Regions from separate parts of the Mus musculus genome. Here region 2 is linked to region 1. The links are chromatin contacts, called in public HiChIP or PLAC-seq maps. All regions are on one chromosome and are shown on one strand. The core of a region is the stretch at or near the end of the contact, and the rest is flanking DNA. Distances in the headings are between cores, read along the strand shown.

Evidence for each region. HiChIP or PLAC-seq counts read pairs in DNA pulled down with a chosen protein or histone mark.
Region 2: an H3K27ac HiChIP or PLAC-seq map of embryonic stem cells shows a contact between it and region 1, with 3 times the contacts expected there. The contact joins two enhancer-like sites. A contact is called at or near these places in 1 of 484 Hi-C or Micro-C datasets (erythroblasts), 5 of 115 datasets of contacts at active chromatin or transcription factors (the SCID.adh cell line, cardiomyocytes and embryonic stem cells) and 1 of 9 other capture datasets (macrophages).

What each region holds. Positions count from the first base shown.
Region 1 is chr6:29,717,528-29,720,448 of GRCm38.p6, forward strand. It overlaps Tspan33 (tetraspanin 33), which reads left to right. Exons shown (of 8, transcript NM_146173.3): 8 at 10-1,031. The coding sequence ends at 111. Among named protein-coding and RNA genes, the nearest start is that of Smo, 17 kb to the right of the region's middle. Within about 2 kb of position 1,509, at least 142 of the 459 cell types and tissues checked have an H3K27ac peak or open chromatin away from gene starts, as enhancers often do. A contact at or near this core is called in embryonic stem cells, where this site is marked.
Region 2 is chr6:30,271,526-30,274,600 of GRCm38.p6, forward strand. The region is part of intron 1 of Ube2h (ubiquitin-conjugating enzyme E2H); the gene reads right to left. Among named protein-coding and RNA genes, the nearest start is that of Ube2h, 31 kb to the right of the region's middle. Within about 2 kb of position 1,491, at least 17 of the 459 cell types and tissues checked have an H3K27ac peak or open chromatin away from gene starts, as enhancers often do. A contact at or near this core is called in embryonic stem cells, where this site is marked.

The DNA.
Region 1 (2,921 bases), core at 259-2,758:
CCTTTGCAGCTGGTGGGAATCCTGCTATCCCAGGTCCTCGTGAATCAAATAAAAGATCAGATCAAGCTACAGCTCTACAACCAACAGCACCGAGCTGACCCGTGGTACTGAGAATCCTTCCTGCGCCTCCTTACCATGGCGACGAGCATCTCACGGACCAGCAGCAGAGGGTGCTGAGAGCACCCAGTGCAGATTTGGATTCCAGCCCCCAAATGAGGGCCCAGTGGAAAGAAGCAAGCTCCAGAAGGCAGGACACAGATGGCTCAGGTCTCCGAAAGATGTGCCTCATCTCCCCATCCTAGCCTCAGCATTGTCCGAGGTTTATTTCATGCTGTTTGTAACCTTGAACATTTGAGTTTGTGTTTTTAGTTTCCTCTGGGCAGAGGTGTGGAAACTGCAGCGGCACAGAAAGCTGTAGGATTACTAGCTGCATACTGAGGCACAACAGACAGCTCTGTTAGGGCTGCTGCTGAGCTAGGTGGACAGAGTCTGCTGCCAGGGAGTCCTGGCTGTGCACAGATACTGGCAGCCCTGCAGGAGTCCAGTTGGCACAATTCCACCTCCAGAGAGGCTGGGAGTGCAGCGGGCAGAGCAGCGGGAGCCTAGGGAACCTAGGGGTCGGATCGGGACCGCAGGGCACATGGGGGATAGGAGTGAAGGGGGTATGTTTACCAAATGCTTGCCTAGCCGCACTCCCAGGTAGTCAGAGTGAGCTATATCCTGCTCCTCCCTCGTCTCCATGGAAACAAGGCTGCAAGGGCAAGGGGTATAACAGCAGCCAAATTCATCCTCACCCGCTCTGTAAAATGTTTGGAACCGTGGTCCCTAAATTCTGCGTGCCGGACTAAGCCATACATGCCCTTGAATTCCTCTCTGTCTGGCCTTCCCGCCCCAGCAAGTGGGGTTTTCTTTAACTTGGCAGAGGAGTGGCACCACCACCCACCCGCATCCCCTGCACCAGAACTCAGTGTTTCTACAGTGTAAGAATCGGGAATCTGGCAGAAATGGCAATAAAAGTTTGTTGACATGGGCTAAGCTGTCCTACATCAATTTTCCATTCGGGCAACTAGAAGAAACGTAGAAGGGACCAACCAAACTGTGGGCCTGCCTTCTGGAAGAGACTTGAGACCCCTGAGGTGCACAAAGCCTCCAGTTCCCTCGCATGACCCACCTACATTAGGGTCGAACCCCCGGGTCTAAATTAGGTAGAATGATTCAAGGTACAGATCTGTAGGAATGGTGTTACCTTATCCAAAAATCCCAACCTTAATTTGTTGTTTGTTTGCTTGCTTGCTTTTTTCCCATTACAGTGGGTTGAAATCCATTTAGGATGGGGCAGGGAACTAGAGGATAGCACTCTACGTCAGAGTGAAGGGGCACCAAGAAGAAAGCTTGACTCGTCCTCCATCTTTAACTGGAGGAACTGGGTACTAACAACCAGTCTGCCTTAGGGAGGACTCAGCAAGCACTTAGCAGTGTGTCTCCGCCTGGAACGGCTTGGCTTGCGAAGGCGAGGGCGGGGCGCGCGGGGGTGGCTCTACCACATGGGTGGTCCCCACCATGTGACTTGGGAACCTGGGAGAGTGTTCGGTCGTCTTCTCAAGGATCCCTGCATTGGGCTTTGGATTAAGTGGGGTCTTTGGCCTGGCCCAGAAGACTTAAAGAGAATCCTTAAGGTTCTAGGAAACAAAAGCTTAACGGGTGCCTCCCGCCCCCAGGGTTTCCTCTGCCAGCCTTCTGCGCCTGCCTGCTAGAGCTCCTTTCTAGCAGGCGCCTGGGGCCCTGGCCAGTGTTCAGCTCCCAGCTCGAAACAACGGAAAGAAGAAATAAAATCACTAATGTAAAATTAAGAGCGAAGACCTTTTATTCCAAGGGAGAAAGAAGAGTGGAAGAAAAGAAGCACACTTCCATGGTAAGGTGCCGTTCTCTCACAGTGCCCCAAACATGCGTTTTCTCTGGTTCCTTCTTTCAGTAACAAGGACCAGAGAATGAATCTTGAGTTAGGAATTGGGGTGGTGCGTATTCCCCAGAGCTGCGGCTTTGGGTAGCTCACCAGAGTGGGTTCCACTTGGACTACGGATCTCCAATTTCTGCCAGTACCCCAGACTTTAAAATTCAGTGAATAAATGTTCAGAAACACAGCTCAACGATTCTGGCTAAATTCAAGTTTGTGGGTGCTCCCCCACAACCTCCCTCCCCCTCCCCCCACCGCGTCACATTTGTCCCCTTGCTAGAAGAGAAAATGTCTCCTTGTTCAAAGGACTTCTTGTTTATTTCTTTTTCTCTCTGCTAAATTTCTATGTAGTCCTAGTCACTTCAGGAGAACTTACCATTAGTATTTTAGAACAGCTGATTAAATAAAAAGTAAGAACTGAAAAAACCCGAGGTGAGTGAGAATCCAATGGAGATGTTTCACTCACGGCTGAAATCAAGCTATGAAGTCAGAAGTCTTGGAAACCTGGCCAGGTGGCATGGCAAGAAAAGTGCCACCAGTTCACATCCTGTAATTAAACAAGTGGTTTCTTCATCTTCCTCCTCTTCCTCCCCTCCTCCTCCTTCCCCTTGTCCCTCCCCCCTCATCCCTCCCTCGATCCATCCTTTCTTCTCTCTCTCTCTCTCTCTCTCTCTCTCTGCCTCCTATCTTTTTTCTTTTTCGACAAATTACCAAAAAGTTAGTGTTTGTAAGGAGCACACATCTGTTATTGTAGCATTCTGGAAAAGAGCAGTCCTAAATGAGCCTGGCAGAGCCAGAATCCAAATGTGGTGAGGACCAGACACTTTGGGGGGATATTTCCCAGCTCCCAGAGATCCTGGTGTCCTTGCAATGCCCCCCTTCCTCTTCAGAGCGCACCACCCCAAGGTCTGTCAGTTTTCTGACTCTCCCACCTTCTGTACAGCCTTGTGATTGTCCAGGATGGCTG
Region 2 (3,075 bases), core at 241-2,740, 550 kb after region 1:
CTACAAACCACGGTTTCGCTTGCTCCAGGGCAGGTGGTCATCATTTACACACAGTCCGTGTTACTACTGCACAAAGTCTGCCATGAAGACGGCACTAAATGAAAATGTCCTTTGATATTTTCTTCTAGCTCCAGAGCATTCTTTTACCATCAGTAGATGATAGTCTAAACACTGTGAGATGGGGGCTGGAGAGATGGCTCAGGGGTACATAGCACAAACTGTTCTTCCAGAGGACCCTGCTTCAATTCCTAGCATCCACAGGGTAGCCCACAACAATCCCTAACTTCAGTCCTAAGGGATACAAATGCCAACTTCTGGCCTTTCAGGGCACTAGGCACTCAAGTGACACTTAGACAAACCCACACAGGCAAAACACCCTTACACATAAAATACTTAAAAATTTTTTTAAGCCTAAGATGTAAAAACTTATTTTATAGTTCTCAGAATTACAGAAGGGTGGTAATATGTCTTTAATCCCAGTACTCAAGAGACAGATCTCTGTCCAGGGCAGCCTGGTCTAAATAGCGAGTTCTAGTCCAGTGGGATAATGCAGAGAGACTCCAGTCTTGGAAAAAGAAAGAAAGGGAGAAAAAGTCATTGAATAAGAAGAAAACCTTTATGTCTTTCAATCCAGCTGTTGTATCATTTTTCTAGAATACCAACCAGAGATGATTATGTCCAAAAATTCCTACTTTCTCTGCATTAAAAGTAAATTGCAAGGCTGGGCATGGTGGCACATACCTTTAATTCCAATACTAGGGGAGACAGCGGCAGGTGGTTCTAAGTTCAAAGCCAGCCTGGTTTACCCATGGGGTTCCAGAATAGCCAGGACTACATAGAACCTGTCTCGAAAACAAAAACTAAAAGGAAATTACAAGAGCCTATTACAGGAATGTTCGTTCGCCTTTCACGCCAGCTGCACCACAGTAGAGTCAGAAGGTTTTCTGTAGGAACCCTGCTCTGAAAAGATCAACTCTGCCTTAACAGCTTCAACATTTCTAAAGTAAAATAGTTCTCTTGTTATGCAGATTACGGCGTAATCGCTGAAGAATAATCACGTTTGTTTGTTGGAGGCACCCGCTTAAGTATCTGCACAAGCCCAGTCTCCAAACCAAGGAGTATTTCCAAATACAAAAGAACTACTGGACTGCCTCTGGCTCAGCTGCCTCCTGAGGAGGGCAGGGCATGCCCTCTTTCCAGCCCACAGTCAGGCAAAGTCTCCATTAGAGCACTCCTGAGGTGTGGGCTACAGAGGTCAGAGTCCCCCAGTCCTTCCCCAACAAGTTTATTTCAAAAGTGAAGTCCCTTCTTTAGAACTCAGAATATAATTCCCCGTAACAAAGGTCAATGTAAACTGACGCTGGCATGTATCTGGCATGCACTTTCTCAATCTGAGATATTAATCCTCACCCACATCACTCTCTCTGCTAGAAAACCAATGTACTCAGAGTTCTGAACTGAGACACTAATGCCTCCCTCTATCACTGGAACCTCTATGCAAATGAAGCCCTTCTCTTTCAGATGGGAAGACAAAGGAAGAAAGATCAGAGCTATGTAATACATGGCACAGGGAGAAAAGGTCAGGGGGCAAATGACTTGAAAAGGGGAAGACCGATCTGCGTACAAAAATAACTGTGGCACTTGCATGACTTGGTAGTGGCATGCCTTGGATCCCAATATGTGGGAAGTGAAGGCAGCAGGAGTTCAAGGTCATCTTCAAGAGCAGTCTGGGCTACACGAGACCCTGTCTCAAAAAGGAGGGTAGGGTATACAGGGCTGGGAAGATGCTCAGTCTGGAAACAAGAAGACCAGATCCCTAGGCACCCTCAGAAAAGCATCTGACTCACCTCTGATTCCAGTACAGAGGAAGACAAGCTTATCTTTGTTTGGGAGGAAAATGAATTCTGGGGAGAAGCTGATAGATAAGCCTTGTATAAAGAGTAGCTCCAAGCTAGGTGTGCTGGTGCAAGCCTCTAACCCCAGCTCTGAGGAGACAAGACACAAGAATGTTTCAGTGAGTTTGACACCAGCCTGGAATCACACCAGGTTCTAGGTTAATCTGGCCTACATAGCAGAATTGTCAAGGAAAGAAAGGGAGGGGGGAAGGGGAAGGGGAAGGGAGGGGAAGGAGAGGAGGGAGGGGAGGGAAGGAAGGAAGGAAGAAAGGAAGGAAGGAAGGAGAAGAGAGAGAGAGAGAGAGAGAGAGAGAGAACAAGAGAGAGAAAACGAACCCCAGTGTGGTGGCATATATATTTAATCTTTGCAATGCCCATAAATTCAAAGCTTTAAAAGCAGGAAGAGGCAGGGAGGGAGAGAGGGAGGGAGGAGAGAGACAGACAGACAGACACAGACACAGACCCAAAACAGTATTGCCCTGGTAGCAAAAAGCAGAAGACTGGAAGGAAGCAAACAAGGCACAGAGAGTCCTCCACTGTGAGGCTGCTACAACAGGAGCATGAAGAAGAGTACAGACTGTGGAATAAATGCTTGCCTGTGGCTACCTGCATTCATTCAAGCCCTGGATTCCATAAGGGTGGAGAGAAAGACCCAACTTCACAATGTTGTTCTCTGTCCTTTTGCTATAGGGGCACGCGCACCACCGACCCCACAAATAATTTTTTAAAATTACTCAATATAAACCAAGTATACTTCCATATAAAATTGAAGTTTTAGAGTGCAAACTTTCAAAGTTGGGAAACACAAGGCCAAGCACAGTGGTACACATATTTAATCTCAGCACTTGAGAGGCAGAGGCAGGCATATCTCTGAGTTTAAGGCCATCTGGGTCTACACAGTGAGTTCCAGGACATCCAAGGCTATTCAGAGAGATCACGCCTCAACAGCCCACCCCCTATAACTGATTGGAAAACACAGTATTTAAGTCAATCAGCATCATTATAAAATAAAAAAAGCCTAAGTGTTTATTGTTTATAAATTTTTTATTGTTTATTTTTTTATTGTTACAAATCAGTGTTGGTCCATGAAGCATCCACAGCTACCCCACCACTGCCCTTATTTCCAATAATTCAGCTACCATTCTAAACACCTGTGGCCTGTTTGTCTCATCTAAGCCCC